Regions from separate parts of the Mus musculus genome. Here region 2 is linked to region 1. Evidence: chromatin contacts called from public promoter capture Hi-C data. All regions are on one chromosome and are shown on one strand. The core of a region is the stretch at or near the end of the contact, and the rest is flanking DNA. Distances in the headings are between cores, read along the strand shown. Region 1 overlaps Pisd (phosphatidylserine decarboxylase). Region 2 overlaps Depdc5 (DEP domain containing 5).

Evidence for each region. Promoter capture Hi-C pulls out the DNA fragments that hold promoters and counts their contacts.
Region 2: a promoter capture Hi-C map of embryonic stem cells shows a contact between it and region 1, with 2.5 times the contacts expected there. The contact joins two enhancer-like sites. A contact is called at or near these places in 8 of 39 promoter capture datasets (the 3T3-L1 cell line, the HPC-7 cell line, embryonic stem cells and 4 more).

Annotation. Positions count from the first base shown.
Region 1 is chr5:32,758,645-32,762,462 of GRCm38.p6, forward strand. All of the region lies in intron 3 of Pisd (phosphatidylserine decarboxylase), which reads right to left. Among named protein-coding and RNA genes, the nearest start is that of Pisd, 25 kb to the right of the region's middle. Within about 2 kb of position 2,352, at least 35 of the 459 cell types and tissues checked have an H3K27ac peak or open chromatin away from gene starts, as enhancers often do. A contact at or near this core is called in embryonic stem cells, where this site is marked.
Region 2 is chr5:32,908,311-32,911,721 of GRCm38.p6, forward strand. It overlaps Depdc5 (DEP domain containing 5), which reads left to right. Exons shown (of 43, transcript NM_001170567.1): 18 at 2,147-2,216. Among named protein-coding and RNA genes, the nearest start is that of Depdc5, 46 kb to the left of the region's middle. Within about 2 kb of position 1,696, at least 4 of the 459 cell types and tissues checked have an H3K27ac peak or open chromatin away from gene starts, as enhancers often do. A contact at or near this core is called in embryonic stem cells, where this site is marked.

The sequences.
Region 1 (3,818 bases), core at 1,102-3,601:
ATGGTTCCATTTCTATGAAACTGTAAAACAGTAGCTCTAGTGCATGCAGTGATTGTCTGGAAGTGTGGAGGACACTGACTGCAGGGACACAGATGTGCCTGTGACAGTGGTTACATGGGAATATACATTCATCAAGACCATGGAGCTGTATGCTTCAAAAACTGTATTTGACTGCCAATTAACACCATGGTATAATCCTAGAACTCAGGCAAAGGCAGGAAGGTTGCCAGTTTTGAGGCCATACTGAGCAATATAGTGAGATCCTGTCTCAAAAGTAAGTAAGTAAATAAATAAATAAATAAATAAACCCTTAGTAAGATTTTGTGTTTCCTTTTTAATCAATTAATTTTTACATCTGTATAAAATTCAAGTTGCTCTTAGGACTGAGAATATAGCTCAGTTGGTAGAGTGTTTGTCTGGCATGTATGTAGTAGTCCTGAGTTTAAGCCCCAGTACTGTATAAACCAAGCATGGTGCTGCACTCCTGTAATCCCAGCACTTGGAGGGTAGAGTCAGGAGGATCAGGAGTTCAAAGCCAGACTCAGCTAAACAGCAAGTTCAAAACCAGTCTGGGTTACAAGAAACAATCTCCTCCTCTTCCTCCTCCTCCTCCTCCTCCTCCTCTTCCTCCTCTTCTCCCTCCTCCTCTTCCTCTTCTTCCTTCTTTTCTTCTTTATTTAAACAAGAATAATTTCTCTCAAAAATTTCATGTACAAGAATAAATGGTGTGACATCTTTAATACACCTTTCTCTCTACATCAACATGAAACTAACAGCTCATCTCCGCCTGCCACATCTCTGAGATATACTTCTGACTAGAAATAAGCTTTACACCACTCCCGTCCAAACAAAAACTAAAATTAGTACCAAGGAAATGAGAGGAAAGAGAAAAGCACAAAGCAAGTCAGATGGTAAGCCTTTCTCATGGCTAGATAGCCTAAGGAATGTTAAACAAGAGTCTTTTCTATCAAATACTGTAAAACCTGAGCTTAGGACAAAGAATTAAAATTACTTTATCGCCCCACTTGTAGGAGAGTTTTATGCAAATGTCTAAATCCTCCTCCATCTAGTAAATTGTTGTTTACTTAAAGGCCCACTGCTCTATTCTAGCAACGTAATAGCCTGGGCAGTGGACCTTTCTCCTTCACTTCCTGAGCCAATTCTTTTTAGACTAGCCAACTGAATAAGATAGTGAGGGTGGACTCCAGTCAGTGGGGAAAAAGACAGTCACCACCTGAGTCAGATAAAAACCCAATGCACTTCCTGTCTCTGTGTGTCTACTCTTTGTCAAAAATAAAGTTTGAGTGAATAAATAAATTAGTGATGAAAAAAAAAAAAAAGACTAAAGTTTGAGCCAGGCATAGTTGGCCTCTGCATGGGCTCCTACCTCCAGGCTCCTACCCTATTTGAGTTCTTGCTTTTTGTTTGAACAGAGATGGGGAAGTATAAGTAAAATAAAGCTTTTCCTCCTCAATTTGCTTTTGGTTAAGTTGTTTCATCACAACAACAGAAATCCTAAAATAGAACTGAGTACAGTTTGTGGGATGTGAGGAGCGGGTGTGGCAGCAGTCCCAAGATGGCGCCCGGGACTGCAGCTAAGTCTTATGACTTGCACCTGACTTCCTCAAACACCTGAAAATAAGCCAAGACCATTGTGAGAACTGCACAGGTGCACCATGATGCTGGCGGTGTAAACAAGTCCATATTTGGTGGAGACATGCCCCTGCCGCCCTGATTGGCTGAAGCTGCGTGCCTGGTGAGGTGGCGTGGCCTGCCGTGAGTGGATGGGGGCTGAGAGTATATAAGAGTGAGAAGCCCGAGTGGTTTCCGGTGTGCCCGAGCGGGTGCCAGCAGACTGACCAATCCCAGGGGGCCACGGAGCCTTCTCCTGTGCCGGGGTGTATATAAGCAGACCTCCCTGGATGCCCGGGGTCCCCGTAGCAGCATCGAGGCATTCCTGCAATAAAGGCTGTTGAGAAGAATCCGACCGTGTTGTGTCTTCCCTGCCACAGGGAAGGTGGGCGCGACATTGGGATACTAATGTGGCAATCCTGACCATGTGTTTTGGGGAGGACTGTTGGAGGGAAGCCGTAACTCTGGGTTAGAAAAGCCACTGAATGTTCAAATCTTAGCAAGCTGTTGTGAGAACTTGGACCATTAGAATGCTGAGAGCTATGCACAAATTTTAGTGTGAGGGATAAGGAAACTCATTTTGTACCTGCTATCTACTTTAGTACCTTTGGCCTCTGACCTAAAGTCCTGAAAAGCCCTTACCTCCTCTCAGAACTGTGTAGCTACTGTGAAGTGATTGATCACGTGTTCTGGCTTCTGTAGACTGACTTATCACTGTGAGCACGGGGAATGAGGCAGATCCTCACAGAGCTGTAAATTCTGCAGCAGTGAAGTAATTGTGGTGTTAGCCTTAAAAAGCCTTCCCTCCACTTGCTTCTGTGCAGCATCTCTGACTTGGCTTTAGAGACTGCGGTCCTGCTAACAGTTATTTGGCTAGTTATAATCTACATTGAGTCAGTAGTCTTTCCCCAGTGGCCTCAAACTCCATAACACTAGAATGAAGCAAAGGCTCTCTCAAGACCATTTAATATTTTGATTTAAGATTCTGTGGTTCTGCCAGGCAGTGGTGGTGCACGCCTTTAATCCCAGCACTTGGGAGGCAGAGGCAGGCGGATTTCTGAGTCCGAGGCCAGCCTAGTTTACAGAGTGAGTTCTAGGACAGCCAGAGCTAGACAGAGAAACCCTGTCTCAAAAAAAAAAAAAAAGATTCTGTGGTTCTGGTCAGCTGGTCCTGACTTATCTTCTGTAACAGAAGAGTCCAGATCACTGTAATCTTCAAATGCCAGTCTATGGGAGCCATGCCTTTCAAACCACCACATTCCATTCCTTGGCCCCCATAGGCTTTCAGCCATAACATAAGGCAAAATACATTTAGTCCAACTTCCAAAGTCCCCAAAGTCTTACCACAATCTCAACAATGTTTGAAAGTCCAAAGTCTTGACTGAGATTCATGTAATCTCTTAACTGTAACCCCCTATAAAATAAAAGCAGATCTATCCTTCCAACGTATCATGTGCATAAGGAAGGGAGCGTGGTGAGGAAATACTGGACCAAAGCAAGAGAGAAAATCAGCTGGGCCAACTCCAAACTCTGCATCTCCATGTATGATATCAAAGCGCTCTTCAGATCTCCACTCCTTTCAGCTTTAATTGCAACAGACTTCTTCCTCTTGGGCTGATTAACTTCCTGTTTGGAGCTTTCTTTGGCAGATCTCCCACAGCTCTGGCATCTCTTGAACCTCTTGGGGTTTTCAAGGCAATCCAAGCTTCACCTTCACAGTTTCACACAATGGCCTCTCTGGGCCTCCATGCAGGGACACCCTTGCCACATTTGGCCACTTTCCTTAGTCAGGGCGGGAGATTCCATAACCCCTTTCTTCTATCTTGACTCTAAAGCCTGAACCACGTGGCTAAAGTTACCAAGTCCCATTGCTTGCTGTGGCTGGAATATGTCCCTCATGTTCAACTGTATCTTCACCAGCTTGTTTTCGGTGATTTATTCACTCTAAGGTTGGCTGTTCTAGAACTTGCTCTGTAGGCTCACCTGGAACTCAGAGACCTGCATGCCTCTGTCTCCTGAGTGCTGGGATGAAAGGCAGGAACCATCACTCCTAGACTTTTCTTTAATTTCTTTTCTCTAGATGGAAGCTTAGCTTGGTAGAATCTCACCCCAGGTCATCACTCTGTTAATCCCATTTAATATCCTTGAACACAGGATTTAGCTCCATTCCATTTCCTGGTTCACCT
Region 2 (3,411 bases), core at 446-2,945, 150 kb after region 1:
GCTTTCCCAATTTGGCTAGGCTGGCTAGCCAGTGAGGCCCAGGCTGTCTCCCTAGTCCTGGGATTGCAAGTGCACAGCCCTGAGCCTGTCTTTTTTTTTTTTTTTAACATGGGTTCTGGAAATTGTGCTTGCATGACAAGCCCTTGCCATTTCTTTTTTTTCTTGAGACAGAGTCTTGCTGTGTACCCATTCCTTCCTCCTTAGCCTCCCAAGTGCTAGAATAATGGACATTGGCCACCATGCCAAGTTTCCATTCATGTGTTTTAGTCTTGATGTCTGGGAAGAAAATGGCAGCCTCCAGTTAGTTCTAACTTGTATACCTTTGAGAAAAGCCAACTTACAGGGGTTGGCTGGACTTGAGTCCCAGTGGCAGGTACAGGTGAGACTCTTGTGTTCCTTTGTGCTCAGTGTGCTATAAGATTGTTCCCATGGCCCGTCAGTTTTCTGTGGCGGCAGTGGCTGCTGCTGCTGCTACCATGGTCTTACTTTGTGGCTGTGGCTGCCCTAGACCAGACTGACCTTGAGCTCACAGGGATACACCCTCCCCTGTTTCTTTCCCGTGTGTTAGATTAAAGGTGTGTGTCACCAGACCTGGCCTCATTTTTATTTTTTATTTGTTTGTAGATAGAGATTTTCTAGAAGTCAGAACTGGGGCAACATCCCAAACATTATTTGCGAGTTTATAACATAGAAAGAAAAGAGAATACAAGAGGGTCTCTGAAGAATAGAACGGCAGTACAGCATCTGTGTGTTCATTCAGCGCTCTGGTGTGAGGCTAATCTTCACTTAACATGGGTTTATGACATGGATGTATTAACATTATTTTTAGCGGGATTGGGGTTTAATGGTTTCAGCTATTTTTTTTCTTGAACACTAACCTTTTTCCTGGTTTTTGTTTGTTTGTTTGTTTTGTTTTGTTTAACTTAAGTATAGATCAGTGAGTAGATACAAAGAACTTCCTGTGCACTTAACTGTATACCAAACATCAGGATGAAAGTACCCTGATATAAAGAGCTCTTGCCCCTTCCCTTATTGAAGGTTCTGATCTAGTTAGCAGTTAGGACCAGTGAGCACATGGCATGTGGGGAGCAAAGGCCAGAGCAGCAATCCAAAATATTGCTGATGTTGAAGTTGGAATTTAAAATTTTTTACTATTATTATTGGTTGTTGTTGTTGTTATTATTGTTTGAGACAAAGTCTCACTATGTAGCCCTGGCTGGCTGAGACTTTGCTATGTAGACAGGCTAACCTCTTTTTTTTTTTTTTTTTTAAGGTTTATTTATTTATTATATGTAAGTACACTGTAGCTGTCTTCAGACACTCCAGAAGAGGGCATCAGATCTCATTACAGATGGTTGTGAGCCACCATGTGGTTGCTGGGATTTGAACTCAGGACCTTCGGAAGAGCAGTCAGTGCTCTTAACCACTGAGCCATCTCTCCAGCCCCTAACCTCTTAACTCATAAAGATTCACTTGCCTTTGCTTCCAGAGTGTGATCATGCTTGGCTTTATTATTTGTGTGTGTGTGTGTGTGAGTGTGGTATATTTGGAGGTCAGAAGACTGCTTTTGGAAGTTGAGTCCCTCCTCCACCATAGGCTGCCAGAGATCACATTGTCAGGTTTGCACAGTGCTTTCACTCACTGAGCCGTGGCGTTGGCTAGAAGTGGGAAGATTTGCGAACCTAAAACAAAGCCAAGCACAGGTGCGCTGACCTCATCTAGATTGCAGTTTGCCTTAAGGTTTAGCTTACTGAAGCCGGGTATACTAGGGGCCAACTTTATCCAGCACTCAGGAAGTAGAGGCAGGTGGATCTGAGTGTGAGGACAGCTAAGGCTACACAGAAAACCCTGTCTTGAAAAACAAAGCATAACAAAAAGTTGGGGCTGGAGAGATGACTCAGTGGTTAAGAGTACTGGCTGCTCCTCTGGGGGACCTGGGTTCAATTCCTAGCACCCACATGGCAGCTCACAAATGTTAGTAACTCCAGTTCCAGTGGACCCAACACCCTCACACAGACATACATGCAGGCCAAACACCAAGCATGCATAAAAATAAATAAGTGATTGATTAATGACCTTTCTCTCTCTCTCTCTCTCTCTTTCTTTCTTTCTTTCTTTCTTTCTTTCTTTCTTTCTTTCTTTCTAGTTTCTACACATCCAAAAGCCAGCTCTTTTGTAACAGTTTCACTCCACGGATAAAACTAGCAGGAAAGAAGGTATGTTTCCCCAGTTTGACCAGCTTTCGGGGGGCTGTCACCCAGCTGTGTATTTATTCTGATTTTGATGCTTCAACCTTCCCTCTCCCCTGCCTAGGGTCATAAACAGGGTTGAAATACTTTTGTGTGTTGAAACTTTAAGGAGGGGCTGGTGCTACAGCCCAGTGTAGAACACTTTCCTAAGCACATGCGCATAAGGCTCTTGATTCAGTCCCCAGCAGGAAAGCAGGCTGTCTGGCTCTAGTAAAGTTTGGAGGGTAGCGGGGAGAGTTCCTTTCATTTGATGTTACTGGCTTAATTCCAATACTGAGACCTCTGTTATTTGAGATGAGGGTAATGAGAGAACTACACATTGTAGCAAAGGAGAAATATAAAAGTTATAAATGATCACATTGTGGTAGTAAGTAAATGGAAATTTAAATGTGGAGGATTTTTTTTCTCTGCTTACCACAAAATATGCTAATAATAATTCTAAATACTAGGAAAGGTGGTAACATCGGCGCTGGAGTTCCTGATTGGTATATGATACTTTGGCAAAGCAGGGTAGCCATGTGTATCAAGTGTATTGCGAATGTTTATGCCATTGGGTGTAGCTTGAACATTTAAAAATAATTTCTGATTGTTGGTGTGGGAGATTTGAAAGACTCATTAGAACACTTTTAAGAGGGATAGCTCAGCCAAGTTGGTGGCATGTTTCCTTAATTCCAGCACTAAGAAGGCTTAGGTGGGGGTGGGGGGGTTGGGGGGGTGATGTGAGTCTGAGGCTAGCCTGGCCTACATAGGAAGTTTCAAATTCATCAGGCCTACAAAGTGAGATCCTGCCTCAAAAAAAAGTGGCTCATAAGGCCTTCGAACCCTTTCCCATTTTCTCCATCTTAGTAAGCTTGGTGGTCTATGCTGGCTCTTATAAGGGGGGTTATATATATATGCACACACACAAACACACATATGCAGACCTGTAGACCTGGTGGTATTTTAGGATGAGGAGACATCAGGTAGGACCTAGCCATAGTAGAACAAACAGTAAGTAGTGGATTGACCAAGAGAAAAAAATATAGGCTTGGGTTTTTGTTTTTTGTTTTGTTTTGGTTTTTTTTCTAGGTACGTGACTTCAGCAAACCCTTTATTTTGTAAAAAATTGAATAACTCTCTTGTCCTAGGGTTTTTGCTAACAAAATACCATGACCAAAACCAA